2 separate regions of the Mus musculus genome follow, and region 2 is linked to region 1. Evidence: chromatin contacts called from public Hi-C data. All regions are on one chromosome and are shown on one strand. Each heading gives the region's core, a stretch centred on a gene start, on an enhancer-like site or on the middle of the called end of the contact. The rest is flanking DNA. Distances are from core to core; before and after follow the strand shown. Region 1 overlaps Umad1 (UMAP1-MVP12 associated (UMA) domain containing 1). Region 2 overlaps Ica1 (islet cell autoantigen 1).

Evidence for each region. A called contact is a pair of places that touch in the nucleus more often than the background predicts.
Region 2: a contact with region 1 is called in a Hi-C map of the G1E-ER4 cell line, with 6 times the contacts expected there. The contact joins two enhancer-like sites. A contact is called at or near these places in 4 of 484 Hi-C or Micro-C datasets (the G1E-ER4 cell line and cerebral cortex) and 2 of 9 other capture datasets (adipose tissue and liver).

What each region holds. Positions count from the first base shown.
Region 1 is chr6:8,420,905-8,425,746 of GRCm38.p6, forward strand. The region is part of intron 3 of Umad1 (UMAP1-MVP12 associated (UMA) domain containing 1); the gene reads left to right. Among named protein-coding and RNA genes, the nearest start is that of Gm46952, 78 kb to the left of the region's middle. Within about 2 kb of position 2,992, at least 49 of the 459 cell types and tissues checked have an H3K27ac peak or open chromatin away from gene starts, as enhancers often do. A contact at or near this core is called in the G1E-ER4 cell line, where this site is marked.
Region 2 is chr6:8,630,043-8,634,884 of GRCm38.p6, forward strand. It overlaps Ica1 (islet cell autoantigen 1), which reads right to left. Exons shown (of 14, transcript NM_010492.3): 14 at 485-755. The coding sequence ends at 634. Among named protein-coding and RNA genes, the nearest start is that of Gm35621, 9.2 kb to the left of the region's middle. Within about 2 kb of position 2,184, at least 36 of the 459 cell types and tissues checked have an H3K27ac peak or open chromatin away from gene starts, as enhancers often do. A contact at or near this core is called in the G1E-ER4 cell line, where this site is marked.

The DNA of each region.
Region 1 (4,842 bases), core at 1,742-4,241:
TAACTTTAAAAGAGGAGGAAGAGGAGGAGGAAGAGGAGGAGGAGGAGGGAGCAGCAGCTTGAACACTCTTCCCTTATCTGTGCTGTATCTTATGTCACCTTCTGACCTCTATCCCCTGGTGCTTCTAACTTAGATTTGCCCCTGTACCTCACCCCACCAGCTAGAAGCTGATGTAATGAAAGCAGATGCCAGCTGAAGCTAGAATAGAATGGATGGCTATCTGGGGAGATAAAATGACAGTGTTACTTGTTCAAGCCATTGTTCAGAGAAGCATGTCTTTTATTTATAGACATTACAGTTTAAAGGCATGGAAGGCCAGAGCTTGATAGTACCTTTTCTCTGTGTGACTTGCTTCCTGATATGGCTACCTGTTTTGTTTTGTTTTGTACCTAATTGTATATTCTTTCAGTAGGTTCTGTTGCTACTTTTGTTGAGGTTGATTTCTTAATTTCAGTGCATCAACATTTTGCTCTTCTAGGACTCTTTTGTCTCTGTCTAAGGCCTGAGTTGCAGGAAAGGGCAAGCAGCTTCTATAATGCCACAAGTATTGGCTTTGTATTAATCAACATTTATAGTTTGCTTGGGGATGAGAAAAAAGATGGGTGTCAGTAAGTTTGCAAAGCTGGTACCTGCAAGTAGATTTCATGGCAGTGACTGGACTTTTGAACAGGGCAGGGGGCGGGGGAGGAAATGTAGACGGCTATCCAGATCCTGAAGTTCATTGCCACACAGGGGAGAGGCTCACGAGAGGGCTGCTCTAGGAAACTGGCTCTGTAGCTCTATTCTTGGAGGGGTTTTGTTTTTTGTTTTGTTTTGTTTTATTCCTTAACCTCTTAGAAGACTCTTCAAATGGAAGTCATGAATTGTTATGGCCCTCCTTCCCGAAGAAATCCAAAGTGAATCTGGCCCGCCAGTTTTTAACAGGTTACCTGATGGCCAAGCAATTGTTTTTACAGACCCAAACGAAAACAGCTCGTTGTGAACATGGTTGTTGGTGATATAGACAAGGACATTAATTTTCCCTGTGACATTAAACCAAAGCCTGGCATGCTGCACTCATCTCTGACAGTATGAGGGAAACTACTGCTTTGGGGAAGAAGTTTCAGAGCTCGATGAAGGACCTCAGAGCCTGGAACCATGACCCAGCGCCATTTCGGGGAACAGGAGTACTCAGAAAGCAGTGAGTCTGCCATCTGAACATGATGTTGGAAATGGTTTTCTGCAATTTGGCTATTAACCAAAAGGCTAATTGATTCTTTTCTTCTGCCCCATTGTAGTTAACATACTAATTCTTCCCAGTAAAGATCCATTTCATTATGCAAATGCAAAAAAAAAAAAAATCACAAGACTCGCGTCTGAGTGAGGGTTGCTTTCTGTAGAGACCCAATGCACCTGTTCCTGCCCTCAGCCCCCACCTCCACCTCTACGAGCTGCCAAGCTAGCGATTCAGGGGTGTGGTTTAGCTGGTCTGGGGCCCTTGAATTTTGACTCAGATTTTCTTTGCGACTTGCTCTTGTTTTGCCGTATAATTTCTCTCCTTCTAGCTCTCAGCATGCCAGCAGCAGCTGCATCATGGCACTCACCCTGCTGCCAAGAGGGCAGGCAGCCTCCTTGGAGACTGTAACATTGCGCTAAGCCAACTGTTAAGAGATGGAAGCTGGAGTCCTACATCCAGCACAGCTGAAATTTAGATCATTCTAGGAGGCATTTGGTAGATTGCTGTTAGTGGTATTTTCTTAACTAAATAAAACTTTCAAAAACTTTGATTTAGGAAAATTTCAGACTTGCACAGAGGCAAAAGGAATTCTGTGGCGCAGAATTCCCACATGCCTTCCTATCTGCCTCAGCCGTCACCATCCTGGGGATCTTTCACTGTCCGTGGGTTTTCCCATGGCTTATCCAGACTGCTAGTAGACTTGTTCCCATGGGGTGAATTTATCTACAGTTACAGTTGCTTTTCCATCTCTTTTCAATCTCTGCAGGATGTTTCTCCATCCTTTCTTCCAAACCATAAAAGAAACTAGAATCTTTTTCCTTCTACATTAAGCATGCTATTTAGTGATCACTGTCTTTTGCAGTATCATCTCAAACTGTCACAGCTCAATTGATCTGGTGTCTTAGCAAAGCACAGGCAAAGTAGGTTCATAGGGCAGAGCATTAAGAAACCATTGCTTTGTTTCTCCATTTCGTTGCTGACAATCTGTTTGTACTGAGATGTGTGAGTTAAATGTCCTGTCTCATTGTCCTCTTACCTTTCACATAGCACACACCCTGCAGACCTTGTACGTGATCTCATTGAGTGTATGTACACTTTTAGAGCAGCTTAGGTAGAGCCTAGCACCCAGGATGTGTTCAGCACATGATAGCCACCATTGCCAACCATTTTGTCTCTTATTGCTCATTATACAGACTGGAGGGCTGAGGCCCAGAAGGCTGCCTTATCAGAACTTGAACAAAATGCCATGTAGCCCAAGTCCTTTATGGTACTAGATATGGTTTGGTATGTCCTTGCCCTCTAGAAAACTGTTTTTGCCGGATAAGAATGATTTTTAAAAAGAAATGCAAGATAAATGTATAAATGGGAATAAATTCTGCTGCTGGAGAGTTAAGTTTCAGAGTGGAACATGTCAATGGGTAATATACCACCTCCTTAGTGGGAAAGTTGGCAGTTCAATACTGAACAAGTGTTCTGTGCACAAGCACAAGAGAGCTTTGCCAGCTATGGTGGCTTATGTCTTGAATCCCAGGACTTAGGAGGCAGAGGCAGGTGAATCTCTGTGAGTTAGAGGATAGCCTGATCTACATAGTAGTAAGTTGCGGGACAGCCAAGGCTATGGAGAGAAACCCTGTCTCAAAACAAAAGGGAACGAAGGAAAGAAAATAAGAAGGAAGGGAGGGAAGGAGGAAATAAGGGAAGAAGGAAGGTAGGTAGGTTAGAGTATAAGATGAGCTAGCCTAGGAACTAGGATTTGGTACTGAGATTGAGAAACAAAGAAACATAAACCAGAAAAGGAAAGTGCCAACATTTGATCTGACAACACAGCTAAAGAAACAGAGAAGTTACACAGCCTATTTGCTTATTGTTCTAGGTGGGTTTTTGTTTTGTTTTTACCACAACAGTATAATCTAGACCCTGTGCTCATGATCCCTCTACCATCTTGATTTCAGTAACCTAAGCCCTAGCACACATGTAATCTTCAGGAGTTTATGGTGCACACAGATGCTAGTTCCTTTTCAATTTTTTCCACACAAGCCAGCACATAGTGAGGGCCTTTACATGTCTGGAATAGCTGTCATTCTTAACTGCTTCCTGTCTCGTTGGCTGACTTAGCATTGTGAATATAAGTTAGAGTGGAGGCGTTCAGGGACTGTGTCCCATATACCTTTGCCTTTATAGTAAGCTTTCTCATAGCAGGAGGTGCTATTACTGGTTTTCATTGCAAACCTTAGAAAGTTCTTTGGTGTTGTGTACCCATTGTATAAAATGGTTATTAGGATTAAATAAAGTTATGTTTATGGGGTCAGGTTTATGGGTAAGCAGTACTGGGCATACAGAAAGTAATGGTTTAAAGTTAAAATTGTCATGAAATTATAAGACAACTATTGATAGCCATGCCTTGGGAGCTTTGCTGATTCCAAGTCGTTCCCTAGACTCGTGTTCCTTAAGGGCCCTTATCTAGACTGCTGTGGAAGAAGCATTTCCTTCTCTATTGACCTTCCACGAGGTTTTTTTTTTTTTTTCCTTGTCTTTCCTTCTCGTTATCTTTAACTGTGTCTCCCAATTTAAAATGAAAACACAAGTAAAAAGGAGTATCTCTTGGCATCAAATACCTTTCCAACATCACCTCACGTGACCCGTTCACTGCATGTTCTCGCTGACTTTGCCCAGCAGAGCTCACTGGCTGCAGACTAAAACCCTATGGAAAGCTCTGTGTGATGTCTGTCAGGTGTCTCATGCCTCCACCACCAACTTTCAGTGGTGCTGCCCAGACCTGCTCCCAGCACTCTTGTAGCCCATATCTGGGTGGCTCCATCTTCTCACTGTTAGACCAAGAACTTTGGATTGATTCTTGACTACACTCTTGTCCCTATACCAGCTTCGTTTTATTCATAAATCTGGTTGAATTTACACCCAAACTCTTTCCAAAATTCAATCATTTAATCTCACTTTGCTGTTACAACCTTAGTCAAACATGACAGACTCTCAGTTCCAGGCTGTCTTCTTGCTTATGTTACAGGCTACCCTTCCTCCTACCCAATGTCCACTGTCAAATAGCAGCCAGAAGACTTCTAAGATATCTATTAGTATACATCTTCTACACTAATATGTTCCTCAACACGTTTTCATCCAACATGCAACAGTATAGATGCATCAAATACACATAAGACTGACTTAAAGAAGCCAAAGCTTCCATCCTGGGTGGTGCATTCATTGAAAATTAAAACATGGATCAAACCACTCCATACTATTAGAAGTCAGGATGGTGTCTGAGGGAAGAGAAGATTGCAACTGGAAAAGAATTCTACGTGTTCTGTACCTTTTATAGGGCTAGCTACCTTATGGATTCCGTTTGTAGGAATTTAGCAATTGCTACAGTGACAATGAATGTACCCTCTCCTGTAGGTACTGTATACTTTAATAAAAGGTCTAACAGAAATGCTGTTTCTCTTCTTTAAAGTTTTTCTTCTTAGACAAGGAATCTGTCAGCCTTTGTCACCATTAGAATCTAAGCTCTGTCTCTGCTTTCATTCATGCAGTGAGCATTTTTGAGCACTCGGTCCTGATTAGGGCATTGGGGAGATCGATGAGCACAAGAGATAAAACCTGCTTCTGAGAGATGA
Region 2 (4,842 bases), core at 934-3,433, 210 kb after region 1:
TGTTTAAAATTTTCTGTTTAAAAAAAAAAAGGTTCCATGAGGCTCCTGGAGTTTATGCTTTTGAATTCAGCTACGGAAAAGATAAAAGGAGACACTAGGATGTGCAAGGATGGCTGCCTTCAATAGAAAGGTCCATGCAGCAGAAAGCAGCCCCACTCCTCTGCCAGTGTGGCACGTGGCCGCAGTCAAGTGTGGCAGGGGACAGTGTCTTCGGTTGTCTGGATCTTCATCCAGAGCTCAGTGGACAGTGGCATGGCAGAAGGGCTCTTCCTGACACCTCTTCTGAGAGGGATGGGGACGTGAGAAAGCACTTTGAGCCTCCTGGTGCCCCTGAGGACGTGTGTAAGTCCACATGCAGGTGTGTGATTTAGCCTTGGATTTTGGGTGTCAGCAAGAGTAAGCAGTGGCCTGCCAGCGGCCCCTGTGTACTCCTCTACTGTTCAATGCACACGGACTACATACAAACCAAACAGGAGTGAATAACTATAGCGATAGAAACAGGGCCTTGACCCTCTCATTTTATTAAAATGGCATGTAAATATTAAAACAGCACACTGAGCATATTAGACTTCTGCAAGCCCTGGATGAGGTGCCGCGGAGTGGCCCGAGGGCTCCCTGTTGAAGGTTGCAGACTCATGCATTGAGCAATTCGTGTTCTTTATCAGTTTTCCCAACAGCATCAGGGTTTGATAAGGGGTCGAGGTCAGCAAAGAGGCTGAACCAGGCAGTCAGGTCCGAGGCAGCCTTGGCAGGCTCTGGGGAAAGAAGAAGAAACATGAACAAACCCACCTTCTCAATGAGCACCTCAGGAGGGACAAATCCCATGATCCTTGGGGAATTTCATGTCCCCTGAAGGGCTGGCTAACACAAACCTTGGCCTGAGACTCAGTTAACTAATTTCCATCTTCAGGGCACCTCCAGCAATGGCTACAGCTCACAGAGGTACTCAAAACGGCACATGCTGTCTGTCTCCCTCAACCGAGAAGCAGCTTGGCTATTTCAGAAATCAGACTGAAGCAAGGTGCCTTCTGGTGTCTGCCGGAGGGTTCCCTTTAAGTCCCACGGGCCAGGAGCCATCTGCGGTTTCTCCTTTCACCCTTCAAAGACGCAGGCCCACAGGAGGTCATACCCAGGCCCAGTCTCTCTACCATTACAATCACTGCCTTTCCTAGCTCTTCCTGTCAAAGGCTAGGTCCTTCCTTTCCCTTTCCCTTTCCCCTTCCCTTCTCCCTTCCCTTCCCTTCCCTTCATGGGCTTGAAATCCCCCCCGTTCAGCCTCACTGGAGCTCTTCCCTCTACTTCTGTTCCCCCCACCCTAACTCCCCCCAAACCATGATTAGACAGCCAAAGTGTCTTCCAGATGAGAAGAGAATTTTCAAAGGAGCGCCTCATGCCAGTGATTTATAAATGAGCTGGGACTCTTTCCTATAAATCATTCCACGTGAGCATCCACTTCACTGGCTGATAATCCATGCCTCTCCTCCTTCCCAACAGGTGGCGACGTCAGAAGCTGGGATAAATGTCTCTCTATTAGGGTACCTCCTAGCAGGGAGCAGCTAGGAATGTGTTCGCCATGTGGCTGAAAAGTCTCAAAACTGGCAGGAGCGAAGACACAGAATGGGATGGGAGTTACTTAAATCGTCTTTGATCCTTGCTCTAAATGACACTGAACTCTTAAGATAGTGAACGAAGCACTTCATGCTTTCAGTTCATCTCCCTATTTCTCAGCATAATACCCAATGGGTGCATTACTTTGTAATGACAGAGTCTATGCATGTATTATGTCATAATATATGAGATACAACTCGTACACATAGGAACAGCTAGTAATGGCAAGACTAAGTAATCTAAACCCAACAGTTCTCCAAAGAGTAATCCTAATAGGTTATTACTATAGGTAACCTTGATTGAATTCTACGTGGGTTGCCCTTATAACCCCTAGCTTATAGCGATTTGACATACTGAGACAAGAGAGAACCTCAAGCCATCATGATGGAGGTCATATGAGGATACTAGATGGGACAAGACTGATAGAGACAGATTAGTTTATCTCAGTTCTTGATAGAGTGTGTAATGAGATCTTAAAGAAATCCCCAGTGAAAATATGTCACACACTTACTTCCCCTTCCTCCTAACCTCTTGCAGAGGTCTGAGAGGGTCCCCAGGGAGTAATCACAGACTTGCAGTTAAGAGCTAAGCCAGCCGACTGCTCTTTGAGGAGACCGACCCTCAGATCCTCCAGGTCTCCACTAGGACTAAAACCAGGTGCAAATTATTTGCACAGCACTTAAAAGAGCATCATAGGAACACTTTCTGATGATAATGAGACAGACGTTTCCTCTAATGTCCTGTGGTCAAAAGGAGAGGGGGTGATAAGCAAAGCAACAGAGATAAAGCTGGGACTACACATGAGATCTCCTGCCCAGCAGATGCACTTCAGGGGCCTGCTCCAGATCAGAACAGATCTCCCGAGCTTAAAAGGACCTCATTTGACACCTAAGCCCAGCCTAATATTCAAGACCAAAGGACATTAGATCTAACAAGAACTGTCACCCCACCCTCACCAGCTGGGCACATATATGTATGGTTTCTGCCCATGGTAGCCTCCAACAGAGGATGGTGTGACAAGACCTTTCTCCTATCTTCCCCAGACTGGGAAAAAACTAGCAGAAGAGAAGCATCGGATCATATCTAACTGAAATACATGGCCAACTAAGGAAGACAGTGGATTTTGAAAAGCAACCAAGAAGCTGCTGTATCAAAGCACTGTTTTTCCTTTCATGTTTTATACCCATTTTCTTGTGGAACATGGTGACTTCATGACCACACCCAAAACCATCAGGAAATCAAGATCTATGGTTTCCTGTCTCAAAAGGGGAAGGGTTAAAACTGAATACCAATAACACAGTAATAAAACTAGTAACCATACATCTCTTCCGAGAGGGTCATACGCATCTCTTTCCTGTATGCTGGGAAGTCGAAATAAATAACAGTCCATCCCAAAAGATGAAAGTGAAGAGCCTGTGTTAATGTTAGCTTTATGCCATACCTTACAATGTCACTTGACTTGAGTAACCCAGCATTCTGTCATAACCCTGTAGCCTGCCTGAAGAGCATGACTAGAGGCCTTTAGCCCTCTTGTTTTATGGAAGCAAGCTCCTCCATTTCTTAAAACATTTACTGTTTGTCCTGGAAATTTTGGCATGGCTCATCCTTAATTTACCATATACATCTTTAAACCTCTGCTTTAGTTCTTTTTGTATGAAGTTCTGTCTTCTGAAAAAAGGTATGCAAGTTTTTCTTCAGAGCGATGAGCAGGTAGCTGTTTGCTGATTAAGCCCATTGCTGGGCCTCATGTTAAAATGTTGACCACCAACAGGGCATCCCAATGGGATCCTTATGCCTAAAACTCTATCCTTTTACTGTGATGTTCTTGATTTGTGTTTTGTATGTTTTTGTAAAGAATAATTTAGTCTCCAGTAATGCCCTCAAGAGAGACCATGTTTGCACTGCAGAGTTCAGATGGGTCTGGGAATAGTTTCTTAAGGAAGAATGTCATACTGTGTATGCTACAAAAATTAAACACCTTTTGTTTAGCCTGCTACTATAACGTCATCCACACTTTCTAGTGGACTCAATTATAGAATTATGCTGTTTTTAACTGTTTGCATTTTTGCTACATTTAGGTGTCATGAACCCTTGAAGCCATGGGTGATGTATTAGTTCATTCTTGTATCATTCAGGACACTGACTAGCATACAGTGGAGGTTCATACATATGACTTTTCAATTAAGACAAACTATTAAAACTCCCCTTTAGATGGCAAGAAGCACACTCTTGGTACATCATCTTCAATGGCAACACTGTACTTGGCAGCCCATATGGTTCCTAACATTCACTGAACAGTACACAAACTTAATAATGAAGACTAAGAAGTAATGAAACAGATGACCTGTGACCTATTTCCTCGGTATAAACCAATGGAAAACAGAAGGGATTTTAAATGGCATTGCTACTCACTGAAATGTCGCTTAAACATACACAGGGCAATTCATAAGCAACCGGAAGCTCCAGACGTCAAGGAGCCTTCTGAGATGCTGGAATTCAAACTTCACTGTATGCATTTATGAGAAATCCTTGACCTGTTCGCTTACAGCGAGTGAATTTTATGGCATGTAAACTACACTTCAATAAAACAATTTTAAATGACCAGTAGTTGGTGTGGTCCAGGAATAACAAAACCTCCTGAGTTCCTAGAAAATTGGCTCTTAACCATTTTCCTCTTAGACCCAAATCACATAAAAGCAGTAAATGTGGAAAGTCAAGGCTGTGGTGCAAATGTGTGCCCAACAGTGCCAGTCAGAGGAAAAGCTGAAAGGAGTCCTTCCTTGTCCCCCCGTACCTGTCCACCAGCACTGTGCCTCCTTCCCTCCAACCCTGCAGCCTGCCTCCTGAAACACATCACCTGTAAACTCGTTAGAGATGCTGACTGAGGAAAATGGAATTCTTGAGACCAGTGTTAGTTCAGGGGACAGTGCCTTGGATTGCCTATTGGCTTTCTTAGGTTGACTGGGCTGGAGTGAGGAAAGGGATACTTTCAAAAGCAAAGGGCCTACTTCAGGACATCACCTTCCTAGGCAGCCATGAGAAACTGTGCAGCTTTAGGCTCTTGGGTCTCATGCTTTAGGCTCTTGCTCCCTGACTGAGTTCGTGGAGATGCTACTTCTAGAGAGAGCCTGAATCAACTCAGGGGGAATCTTTTTTTTTTTCCATTTTTTATTAGGTATTTAACTCATTTACATTTCCAATGCTATACCAAAAGTCCCCCATATCCACCCACCC